2 separate regions of the Mus musculus genome follow, and region 2 is linked to region 1. A link is a contact called in public HiChIP or PLAC-seq data. All regions are on one chromosome and are shown on one strand. Each heading gives the region's core, a stretch centred on a gene start, on an enhancer-like site or on the middle of the called end of the contact. The rest is flanking DNA. Distances are from core to core; before and after follow the strand shown. Region 1 holds the start of AI839979 (expressed sequence AI839979). Region 2 overlaps Rbks (ribokinase).

Region 1 (5,407 bases), core at 2,865-5,364:
GGGTCCTAAGTGTGTTACTGTACTCTGCTTGAATTATGACAAGTGACAGCAGAGGAACCTGACTATTAGAAAATATACACCATCAGAACTCAGATGAGCTTTAGGCAGCTAGGTCTTGTCTAACCACTTAATTTTAGAAGTAGGAACTGGGGGATAAAGAGCTGGTTCTGCAGTTAAAATCACAGGCTGCTCTTCTAGAGGACTGGGGTCAGTTCTGAGCACTCATACAGACAACTCTCAACCTTCTGTAACTACAGACCAAAGGAATCTGATGTCCCCTCTGGCTTCCATAGGCACTGCAGCATGTGGTACACAGACATAATTGGGACAAACACCCATGCATGCAGAATAAAAACAAAGACAGTCATGCTGGGGATGGTTGGTACAGGCTTTAAATCTCAGCCCTTAGGCAGAGGCAGAGAGGCAGAGAGAGAGGCAGAGAGAGAGAGAGGCAGAGAGAGAGGCAGAGAGGCAGAGAGGCAGAGAGGCAGAGAGGCAGAGGCAGAGGCAGAGGCAGAGGCAGAGGCAGAGGCAGAGGCAGAGCCAGGGGGATCTCTGTAAGTTCCCCTGGGCTACACAGCAAGTTCCAGGACAACCAGAGATGCATAGTGAAACCTTGTCTCAAAATAAATAAATAAAATCTCAAAAAAAAAATTAGAAGTAGAAAATCAGATCTGATATGATGGCTTATGGCCGAAGTTCCTGAACTTGGGAAATAGAAACAGAAGGAACACCACAAATTTAAGGCTAGCCAGGTATGCATGATGAGGTCTGTTGTCCCTCTCAGAAAAAAGAAAGTTTAATTATTTGATAATTTCTGTTTATTTTCCGTTCTATTTATTCCAGAAATAAAGCATATTACAGAAGCAATAAAAATGCTATATTAATTTCAGCATACCAGGATAATCACCAATGCCATTCATAATTATATTTTGTAACTTTTTACACAACTATAATCACATAATATAAATAATTTTATGTACCTTCTTCATTTGCTCTTATGTTCTACTTCTATCTTTGTTATTTTTTTAAAAAGATTTTATTTTATGTATAAGGGTTACACTGTAGCTGTTTTCAGACACACCAGAAGAGGGCATCAGATCCCATTACAGATGGTTGTGAGCCACCATGTGGTCGCTGGGAATTGAACTCAAGACCTCTGGAAGGGCAGTCAGTGCTCTTAACCACTGAGCCATCTCTCCAGCCCTGTCTTTGTTATTTTTAATGGCTGTATATTATCCCAGCAAGAAGAGAGTCTTATTTTTTTTCATGGCTTATTTGCCCATTCAAATCATACCCCAGCATTAGATCTTAAGGTGCTACATGTTGCTTTTTCAATTGTTTCGGCCTTTGGGATTCTGTAGCTGATAACATTTTGAAGTCAGCACATATATGTTAGCAAATTTCGTGAAGATGGAATGACTCAGCCTCTTACCTGTACAAGCTATTCTTACTGTATATTTTTCTTTTCATTGCCAGGAAGGCTTAAAGAAAACAGCTTCAATTTCAATGTGTGACCACAATGTTTATGGTTACACCTTCTGACCTATCTGCTCTACTACAGACTCACAGTGATAACCATGAGTATGTCCTGATGTCTGTCAAGACATAACCGGGGACTATGATCGGGAGACTAAGAACCTTAAACAAAACATGTTCAAAGTCCATGGAGAGGATTATGGGAAGGGCTTCCTTTAAGTCATGTTTAGCTATTTATAGTTACCAGGTATTACTGTAGTTAGAAAAATGGCCAGATCTAGTTAATCTGGAGGAAAGAAATTGCAAACAGTAGCACCCCAGTTTCATTTGCAAGAGTGAGCTGGACGTGGGCTTTAGAATCCTACAGAAGCCTGACATGACCATGAGTTTTCTGTCAAACTGAGGAATCATCATTTACATGAGATAATGTCTTTAGAATCATAAGACTACAAAAAAAAAAAAAAAAGAAAAGAAAAAGAAATCATAAGACACTAACCCTAAAGTAACATCAAGGCGTTCAGGCACCAGCATTGCACATGTGTGTGGGTGGTGCACTAGGATAAATGAATCCATCCTTCTGCAGAGAGTGCTGAGGGCACACAGTGTCTGACACTGGCCCAAGCACTTGTTTTCACTAGAACAACTGCTGGTGGGGTGGGGAGGTACTCAAACAAGTGACAACAAGAATATGGCATTGCTGTCCTTGCTGAGGTGGTGGCTGCTTCTGTTGCTGCTGCTTTCTTCTTCTTCTTCTTCTTCTTCTTCTTCTTCTTCTTCTTCTTCTTCTTCTTCTTCTTCTTCTTCTTCTTCCTCTTCCTCTTTTTCTTCCTTCTCCTTCTTCTCCTCCTCCTCCCCTTCTTCTTCTTCTTCTTCTTCTTCTTCTTCTTCTTCTTCTTCTTCTTCTTCTTCTTCTTCTTCTTCTTCTTCTTCTTCTTCTTCTTCTTCTTCTTCTTCTTTCTCTCTCTCTCTCTCTCTCTCTCTCTCTCTCTCTCTCTCTCTCTCTCGATATATATCAGGATGACCTTGAATTTGTGGCTATGCTCCTGCTTCTGCCTCCAGGGTGCAGAGTACTGGGATTGCAAGCATGTACCATGATACTTAGCTAGAAATTTTTATTTGTTTTTTGAGACTGGGTTTCTTTATGTAGCCCTGGCTGTCCTGGAACTTACCATGTAGACCAGGCTCCAATTCAGAGATCCACCTGCTTCTCCATGCTTTGCTTTGGGGATTCTTCTCTTTTCTCTTCTTTTTTTTTTCTTCTTTCCTTTTAAAATGTATATGAGCACACTGTTGCTGGCTTCCAACATATCAGAAGAGGTCATCAGATCTCATTAAAGGTGGTTGTGAACATATGTGGTTGCTGGGAATTGAACTCAGGATCTCTGGAAGAACAGTTAGTGCTCTTAACTGCTGAGCCATCTCTCCAGCCCCACCTAGGGAATTTTTAATAATTGAAATTACCCAACATATGTAATGGAATGTCTCATGCTTACATTCAGAAAAGAAATAATAAAAAACAAATCTTGTTACGAAGAAAACCGGGTATGGAAATACCAAGTCAATGAACTTGGTCCAAGTTCAAGGTCAGTAGAGGGGCTGCACTCCCTGTGCCTCGATCCCAGCCCTTCTACTCTTACAAACATGCAGCATGCCTACTACTCCGACTTTTCTTTCCTTTGTTTTTAAAGACAGGGTCTCACTATGTAGCCTTGGCTAGCCTGGAACTCACCATGTAGACCAGGATGGACTCTTAACTCCTAGAGATCATCTGCCTCTACCTAGTGCTAAGATTAAAGACATCCTCAGTGTCCCCCATCCTCCAGTGTCCCCATCCTCCAGTGTCCCCCATCCTCCAGTGTCCCCCATCCTCCAGCTCACCTGCTGCATCTGAGTTCCCACTGTAAAGGAGATCACAGATGTTTCCCCACTCGGGGTTGGTGAAGGTTAAGGGGAGCATCAGAGAGACCTTAAGTCTGGTTCTCACCGACTTTATACCTTGCCCAATGGCACATGCCAGCATGAGAAACACGGAAATTTGGCAAACCATGCAATCTACCAGGAACTCAGCTGTGAAGGGAGAGACAGTCCAAGATTGCCTGCAAAGTTTCTGCTTCCTCTCAAGCCCTCCAGAGGCCCCAGAGGAAGGAGTCCTGACCCTGCCATCTTCCTTAGACTCCAGGGCCTCCTTTTCTCTAAAGAGGCGTGGAGGGTGCTGAGTGTGGGGTGAAGGGGAGATCAGTGCAGCCAGGCTGCAGTCAGGCACAGGAGGCTGACCTTCAGTTAGCTGCTGCTAGACTGAGCTCCCACTAGTTACCTAGGAAGGCACCCAAAAGCACCGGGAGGCTGGGGGGCGGCGGGTTGGGGCAGAGACCACCCAGGAGAAATGAAGGGCTTGGTGTGGGGAGGGAAAGGAGGAAGCGGGGTGGGGGCAGTATCAGAGAAGAAGGGGCACTAGAGAGTGAGGAAAAAAGCAGAAGTCATTGTGTGGGGAGAAGGTTGAGGGATGATGCCGAAAAAGAGGAAGGGGTCAGCGGTGGCGGTAAGACTTTGGAGAAGGAAGGAGAAAGTCGAGAGGGAGGGAAGAGGAGGCGGTCCTGATTCTCCACTTTACTGCCCATTCCTTCTCCCTTGCTGAAACATCCAGCCGGTGCCTTTGTGGCCTCTTGGGCTGGGTTGCAATCTCATGCCAACCCGCTTGCCGGTTGTCAGGAGGCCTCTGGGGAGGACGCTGCAGGAGCCTCAAACGCCACCTACTCCCGGCCTCTCTCCCGGTTGATGTTTCTATTTTGGGCACCACATTATTTCCTGCTGTGATTTTTTTTTTCAGGCTTCTAATTCAGGCTCTGAGGTAAGCTGTGACATCCGCTCGTGCCCGCAGGCCCCTCCCGCACACTGCTTGTCCTCCTGGGGCGCGGGCACCCCTCAGGCCCAGCAGCAGTCCAGCCACTGCGGGGAGTCTTGGCAGGGCCTGCCTAAAAATAAGCTTTCGGATTTCCCCTCCCCCTGGTAGGGCAAAAGGAGGCTAGCTGGAATAGATTTCTAGGCAAGGATTTGAGGGGGTGATGGAGTGAGGTTGACAGGGACCTGCTATAAACTGTGCCATTGTGCCTAGGAATGGGAGTCCAACGCTTCCGTGTCCGAAGTCTGTTTAACTATATTTGGACAATGACCCTTTAGAGATGCTGATAAAGGCTACACAGAATCCCAGAAACTGTCCACAACAAACTCACAGGTAGGTTCCTGGTAATTTTGGGTTTGTGCACTTCCTTGAGTCGGGGAGCCCTTGTTCAAAGCCCTGGGTATGCATGGACGCCTCCCTCCCTGATCTCTCCTCTCAACCTCAGTATGCCTCATTATATTTAATCAATATGTGCTTAAAAAGAAGAAGTCTCTGTATGTGCAAGTACTTCAAGCACAGGCAGATTATAAGCTATGTCCTTAGGGAAACAACAGCCTCTTAAAACTGTCTTCTGGTTTACTCCCAAGGACCTGCTGGCCATCTGGCAGTGAGGGCACCCACTGCATTGGGTTCTGGCAGATTTAAGTTCCGAACTCAATTAAGTAGGCTCTGTTTTTGTTTTTCCTGACTTCTCTCTCACAGCAGACAAAATGGTAAAGCTCCCGGGAGTCTCACCCATCCCAGTCCATGGGGGTGACTTTAGCTGAGACTCCTAGCAGTGAGGATATGGAGCCTGTTGTGCTTGTAGACAGGAGCCTAGCATAACTCCTCTGACAGCTACCCAGCAGCTGACTGAAACAGATGCTGAGTCCCACAGTCAAACATTAAATGGAGCTTGGGGACTCTTGTGGAAGAGTTGTGGGAAGGATTGCAGGCCCTGAAGGAAATAGGAACTCTACAAGAAGACCAACAAAGTCAACTAACCTGGACCACTAGGGGCTCCCAGAAACTGAACCATCAACCAAAGAG
Region 2 (5,529 bases), core at 811-3,310, 100 kb before region 1:
AACCATCCATGGACATGAGTTTTTTATTGGCTTTGGAGGAAAAGGTGCCAACCAGTGTGTCCAAGCTGCGCGACTGGGAGCAAAGGCGGCCATAGTCTGCAAGGTAAGCCATATAGCATTGGGAAGGGGCCCAGGGCAAAGGCTGGTTCAAGCTCATTGTTTCTGTTTTCCTTCACAATTATATAATGAACACTTTACTGGTGATAGTGGTGGGTACCTATGGTACCAGCTGCTCATGATGCTGAAGGGTCAGGTTCAAGGCCAGCCTCAGCTACATAGTGAGTCCCTGTCTAAAGAAATATTACATTTTAGTAACACTTAGTGATCTGTGATGATTTGCATCTACTGTTTTCAGCCCGTTACAGAACACCATCACTCCAAAGGAAAACCTCTTGTCCATTTAAGCAATTTCTTCCCAATTCCTGGGGTCACCAATCTACATTCTGCCTCTATGAACCTATCCCCGATAGTTCATATAAATTGGCTGTGTAATATATGACTTTTGCTTTTGGCTTCTTTCACTGTTTTTGAGGCTCCTCCATCCATAACATGTATCAACATTACATCTTTTTTAATGGCTAAATACTATACCTTTATGTGGATAGCTATCCATCAGTGAGTGTGTTGCTGGACTCCTGGACTGTGCCCACCTTTCTGATTGTTTCTCAGTAGCCTGTGACTATGCATCCACATGCACCTCTCTGAGTACCTGTTTTTAATTCTTTTGAAGGTTTGTTTGTAAAAAAATCTAAATAAGAGTGATTAGGCTTTCTTATGCTTTGTGTGAGTTTCTCCGTCAGTGAATCCTCTGGGAAGCAGCAGTCCTCAAATCACTTGATGCTGTATTCTCTGAATCCAATGAATTTAGAGCCAGTGTATGCAATGTGAGAGGAATTAACCTGTTCCCTGGGGGTCTACAGTCCCACTTCTGAACAGCCTGAGTCACCCTGCACTCAGGGCCTCAGCCACAAACCAGCTCTAGGATCAGCCCCTCGTCATTAAGCCCGCCTCTCATCATCACCACTGTACCGTGAGTGCTAGCAGACTAGGTTGTAATGGCCACATATAATTGATCCTTGGCATCCTTCTGCTTTCCGTTGTATAGAGAAGGGGTATGTAACATCAGTAATCCTCTGAAATAATTGTATTTGGCTGTCAAAAGTTTCCAATTGTATATAGTTCATGTCATTTGAAGGTGGTAACATTCTGTTATTAGAAGGTAAACTTATGTGAGTTTAAGTATAAGGAAAGCTGAGTTTGAATCTGCCCAGCAAATGATAAGGAATAAAAAATTAGAAAAGCTGTCTCTTGTGAACTATATAGATTTTACAAAAAAAAAAAATCTGCAGAAATGTCATTTCTGCATTCCTGCAGCACTTTGCTCTCAGTGGGAGCCTCTAAGGGATGTGTAGACCATACAATTATCACTTCATCTGCTATTTCTCATTTATGACCAGCATATCATTCTCATGGCTATTTGGTCAGAAACATCACAGGAAAAACAAAATTCAAAATAAGAACCACCTCTATCATCAAGATTGGTCCATAGGGATTTAAAATAGTAACAGGGCCAATCTGGAAATAATTGTGTTCTAGAAATGATGCCACAGTGAGAGGGCATTGACAAAAGTTTTACACTGACTTATCCCGTCCTTGATTGGAGATGAGATCTAGGTAACTACCCAGTGATGCTCACAAAGGGGGCTCACACTGGGAAGAAGATAGGCTTTCCTGGCAGGAAAAAGATCGACATAGAATTGGTTTGGGAAGCTAGGTATCCAGAGTGGCTGTCCTAGGACGAGGGGAGTAGAAAAGACAATGGAGCCCCCTTCCCCTCTTGGAAGCTGTATATACAAAGTATTCCTGGGCCACTGAAGTCAGGATTCCATGGGCCCCAGTTCTCATCCTACTCTTAAGATTTTGAGATTGTTTTTATTTTAGGTCTATAGAATGGAAGGCAAAGATAGAAAAACAAAATAGAAATATTTGAGTTGTAGAACTAAACTGGGGAAGTGAGACATGAAATCATGTGATGGATGTGAGAGGAGCAGGGAGGGGCTGTGCTGCAGTCCTGAGGGCGATTGAAGGGAGGAGCAGAGGAGCCACTCTGCTCAGTGGAATGGATGGCTCCTGCCAGCACCTCATGCTTCCAGAGCATCTTCTGAGCTCTTTTAGTCATCCGTGTCTGCTCCACACAATTTAGTCCAAGCTTTTGCACAGGAAAACATAAGGAAACTGATTTCAAGGGAAGCTGGCCCAGGATAAATTTGCTTTTGTACCTTGGGACTCTAAGGCAGGGATTTATTTAAAACATTAAATTAAGAAAATTGTGTGTTATTCTTAGTCTCCTTGTTTTATTTTCTTTTTTGGTGTTGGGGAAGAAACACAGAGTCTCACAAATGCAAAGAATGCCTTCTGCCTCTAAACTTCACTTCTAGCTGGAAACCTCTTTTATTAATTGATTAATAAAGGGTTTCTTTTTGTAGCCCCTATTAGCTTTCAAGTCATAATACTCCTGCCTTGATGTCCTGACTGCTGGGATTATAGGTATGTGCCTCTTAAGAGTTCTTAAGGAGAAAAATAATAGACTTTTATAGCAAAAGTTATCCACCGTCATTATAGCTTCCATTGTGTTGTGTTGTCCTATGTTGTGTTTCTTTTTGGTTGTGTGAGATAGGGTTTCATAGCCCCTTGTAGCCTATGCTGGCCTTGACCTTGCTATGTGGTGTAGAAAGCCCTTAATCCTCCCACCTTCACCTGTCTGAAGCTGGGCCACAGGTTAGCACCAGCACACACACAGCTTGCAGTAGATTCTCGTCAGACAAATTAGCCACACTTGTTTTTTAGCAGGTTTTTTTTTTTTTAAAGATGACAAGTTCCAAATCAAAACCCAAATCATTACATTAATCAAGATAAAAATGAACAGATGGAGCAAAAGAGAAACTGGTAGAGAATCCCCTGTATTCTCTACGCAATGCTAGCTTATGTTCCACTGTGATACACTAGCTATCAGGCACTGACAGGAAAGATTGGTGGCACAGGCAGACCCAATTAGGAGTTATTTAGTAAGGTACTTGTCACAAAAGCAGGAAGCAGGGTTCTGTTAGTGTTTATTTCGTGACAAATGGATAATGGAGCACTCTACAGAGTTAAGAATCATGGATTTGGTACTCAGCTGAGTCGTGTGTTCAGGCTAAAGTCCAGTGATAACTAGAGACGGTGTTTTTGAAAATGAAAGTCTTCATCCCAAGGCAAACAGCCTGCCAGGGCCTCTCTCATAGACTTCTCCTGACGGGTGCAAATGCTTTCTCCACTTGTATTCCATTGAAGTCAAATGTTTATGAGGCATAAGTTCTTTCTAAACATCAAACCCTGGTCAATGCCTGTAATCCCAGCACGCTGGAGGCTATCACAGAGCCACTAAAAGTGTAAAGCTGCCCTCCCTAACCTGCATGCTGAGACCCTGTCTCAAAAATAGCAGGAGACTAGAGATGGCAGTGTGCCAAGTATGATGATCTGATCGCAATGCATAGAACCTGTGTTTAAAAGGTGGGGGGGGCAGTCTGGTGATATGTGTATATGTATAATCCCAGCACGGAGAGGCCAAGGCAGGAGTAGGGTTCACTAGCCAGCCTTGGAAAGTTACAGGCTTCGACAGCAGTGTCAGAAGCAGCAAGGGCAGGAGGGTTTCATGTAAGAGAGCAGTGAGGACAGGAGGGCTCCGTGTAAGAGAGCTTCAACAGCAGTGTCAGATGAGCAGCAGTGTCAGAGCTCCTTCATAACCAGAAGACCCTACAAGCAAGATCATTAGGTCCTGTGAACCTCCCTGGCATAAATCCATGTTGGAGCTGCCCTTTACCCATCCCTTTCAGCTGGAACAGGCTCACACAGATAGAACTGCCTCATATTATGTGTGATTCAAGAATAATGTCTGCAAAACAAGAAAACTGTTATAAGCAAAGCCTTATCTGCAGCTACAACGTAACTCCTGTGCTCAGGGTCATATCCCTTCATGAATAAGATAGGCTCAAGAAAATATACTGTAGAGTAACTACGACAATGTGATACTAATTAAACACCGTCCATGTGCAGGGCTGAGGGAAGGGCCGATAGATCCCAGGCTAGCCTCTCCACGCTGCGGGAAGACTCAATGGACAAATATGGAGTTGCAAACAGTGTAAGATGGCACTAGATTATGGTAGCAATCAGGAATGCTGTGTAGGAGTTTTGGAAATGAGAGGATTAATGAGCGCCAAAAGAGGGAAGGTAGATGTACGTTGGTGCTTGAAAAGCAGGTACAGTGTGAGTAGGTGGAGAGAGAAGAATAGACTCCTACGTTCTCAGAAGTGAACGCAAGGAGATAAACATGAACATATATACACACACGTCATATGTGTCCCACCACAGTCAAGTGACAAGGTCAAGTTAAAAATTACTCTACTCACAGCTCCAAAAATGAAATCTAATTATTTTGGCCAAATGTGAATTTTAGAAAGATAGAAGCAAATAAAAACAAAACAAAAACAAAAAAAAAAAAACCAACAATAGCCACAACCTCCCCAAGAGAGAACAACCCTGCAGCCCTTCTGAGCAGGGTTCAGCAAGCACATCTCTGTCGCTCGCTCTACCGTGTCTTCATCCCAGTGTTGGGTCCAGCCTGGCAGCCCTAATGGACTTTGCAGACTGTGCTTCCCCATCTCCTCTTAGCTGATCTACCTACAGAGCATGCCCAGGACTGCGATCTCACTGTCAGTCTCATTCCCATCTCTTAGACACACACAGCTCTCCAATCCTCTCCTAGCCCTTTCCTTCTGAAACCCAGCAGTCTTCCACGTGGCCCACACACTGGACTCGGCTCCCCGGACAGTGCCAGCTGTGTGCCGGCCGAGTGTGCTTTAGCTAGGAGTGTGTGTGGCCTGCCGGCCATGTGTGACCAGAGCATCGGGAAGCTTAATGCTCCTGGGAGGTGTTAACGTGCAGCCAGCGTTGGGAACCATTGGTTCCTGTCTGCCAGAGAGAACTCAAACCACTTCCATCCTCCAGCCTGGCTTAGATGGAAAATTTGAGGCAAAATGCAAAGCATTTTAATTAGCTTGATAATGGCAGAACTGAAAGAAGACTCCAAGTTCCCTGACTCCCATATGCACCAGTTGCCTCCTGGCCAAGATGCTTACATTTAAATTTCTCTTGTCAATTTGATGGCCAAAGTATGACTGGGAAACAGAAACCTCCTGATATTCCTGTGTAACAGTCTTTACTAGGGCCATTCTCCTCCTGATAGTCCTGTGTAACAGTCTTTACTAGGGCCATTCTCCTCTGTGAAGATCTCACCTGTAGAATTCGCTGTGCTCAGTGGCAGCAAGTAGTCAAAACCCTTTTCAAAGGTTCTACTGTGACTTCTTAACCATTTCTAGGAACTTCAGATTGAGTGCAGAAACAGAAAGGATTAGGAAGTGTGTGCTTCTAAGGCTGGAGGGGGAGGGGAGACAGGCGCTCCATAGACCCTGCGCTGTCCTTGACTTTGTCTTC

What was found. HiChIP or PLAC-seq counts read pairs in DNA pulled down with a chosen protein or histone mark.
Region 2: an H3K4me3 HiChIP or PLAC-seq map of bone marrow-derived macrophages shows a contact between it and region 1, with 2.9 times the contacts expected there. The contact joins the enhancer-like site here to the promoter of AI839979 in region 1. A contact is called at or near these places in 6 of 484 Hi-C or Micro-C datasets (the AML12 cell line, embryonic stem cells, granulosa cells and 1 more), 3 of 115 datasets of contacts at active chromatin or transcription factors (CD8 T cells, bone marrow-derived macrophages and fibro-adipogenic progenitors) and 2 of 9 other capture datasets (adipose tissue and liver).

What each region holds. Positions count from the first base shown.
Region 1 is chr5:31,570,104-31,575,510 of GRCm38.p6, reverse strand. AI839979 (expressed sequence AI839979) reads left to right here and starts at 4,114. Exons shown (of 3, transcript NR_102275.1): 1 at 4,114-4,327; 2 at 4,592-4,711; 3 at 5,081-5,407.
Region 2 is chr5:31,667,887-31,673,415 of GRCm38.p6, reverse strand. Rbks (ribokinase) reads left to right here. Exons shown (of 8, transcript NM_153196.1): 2 at 1-103. Among named protein-coding and RNA genes, the nearest start is that of Mir3473e, 3.3 kb to the right of the region's middle. Within about 2 kb of position 2,060, at least 7 of the 459 cell types and tissues checked have an H3K27ac peak or open chromatin away from gene starts, as enhancers often do. A contact at or near this core is called in bone marrow-derived macrophages, where this site is marked.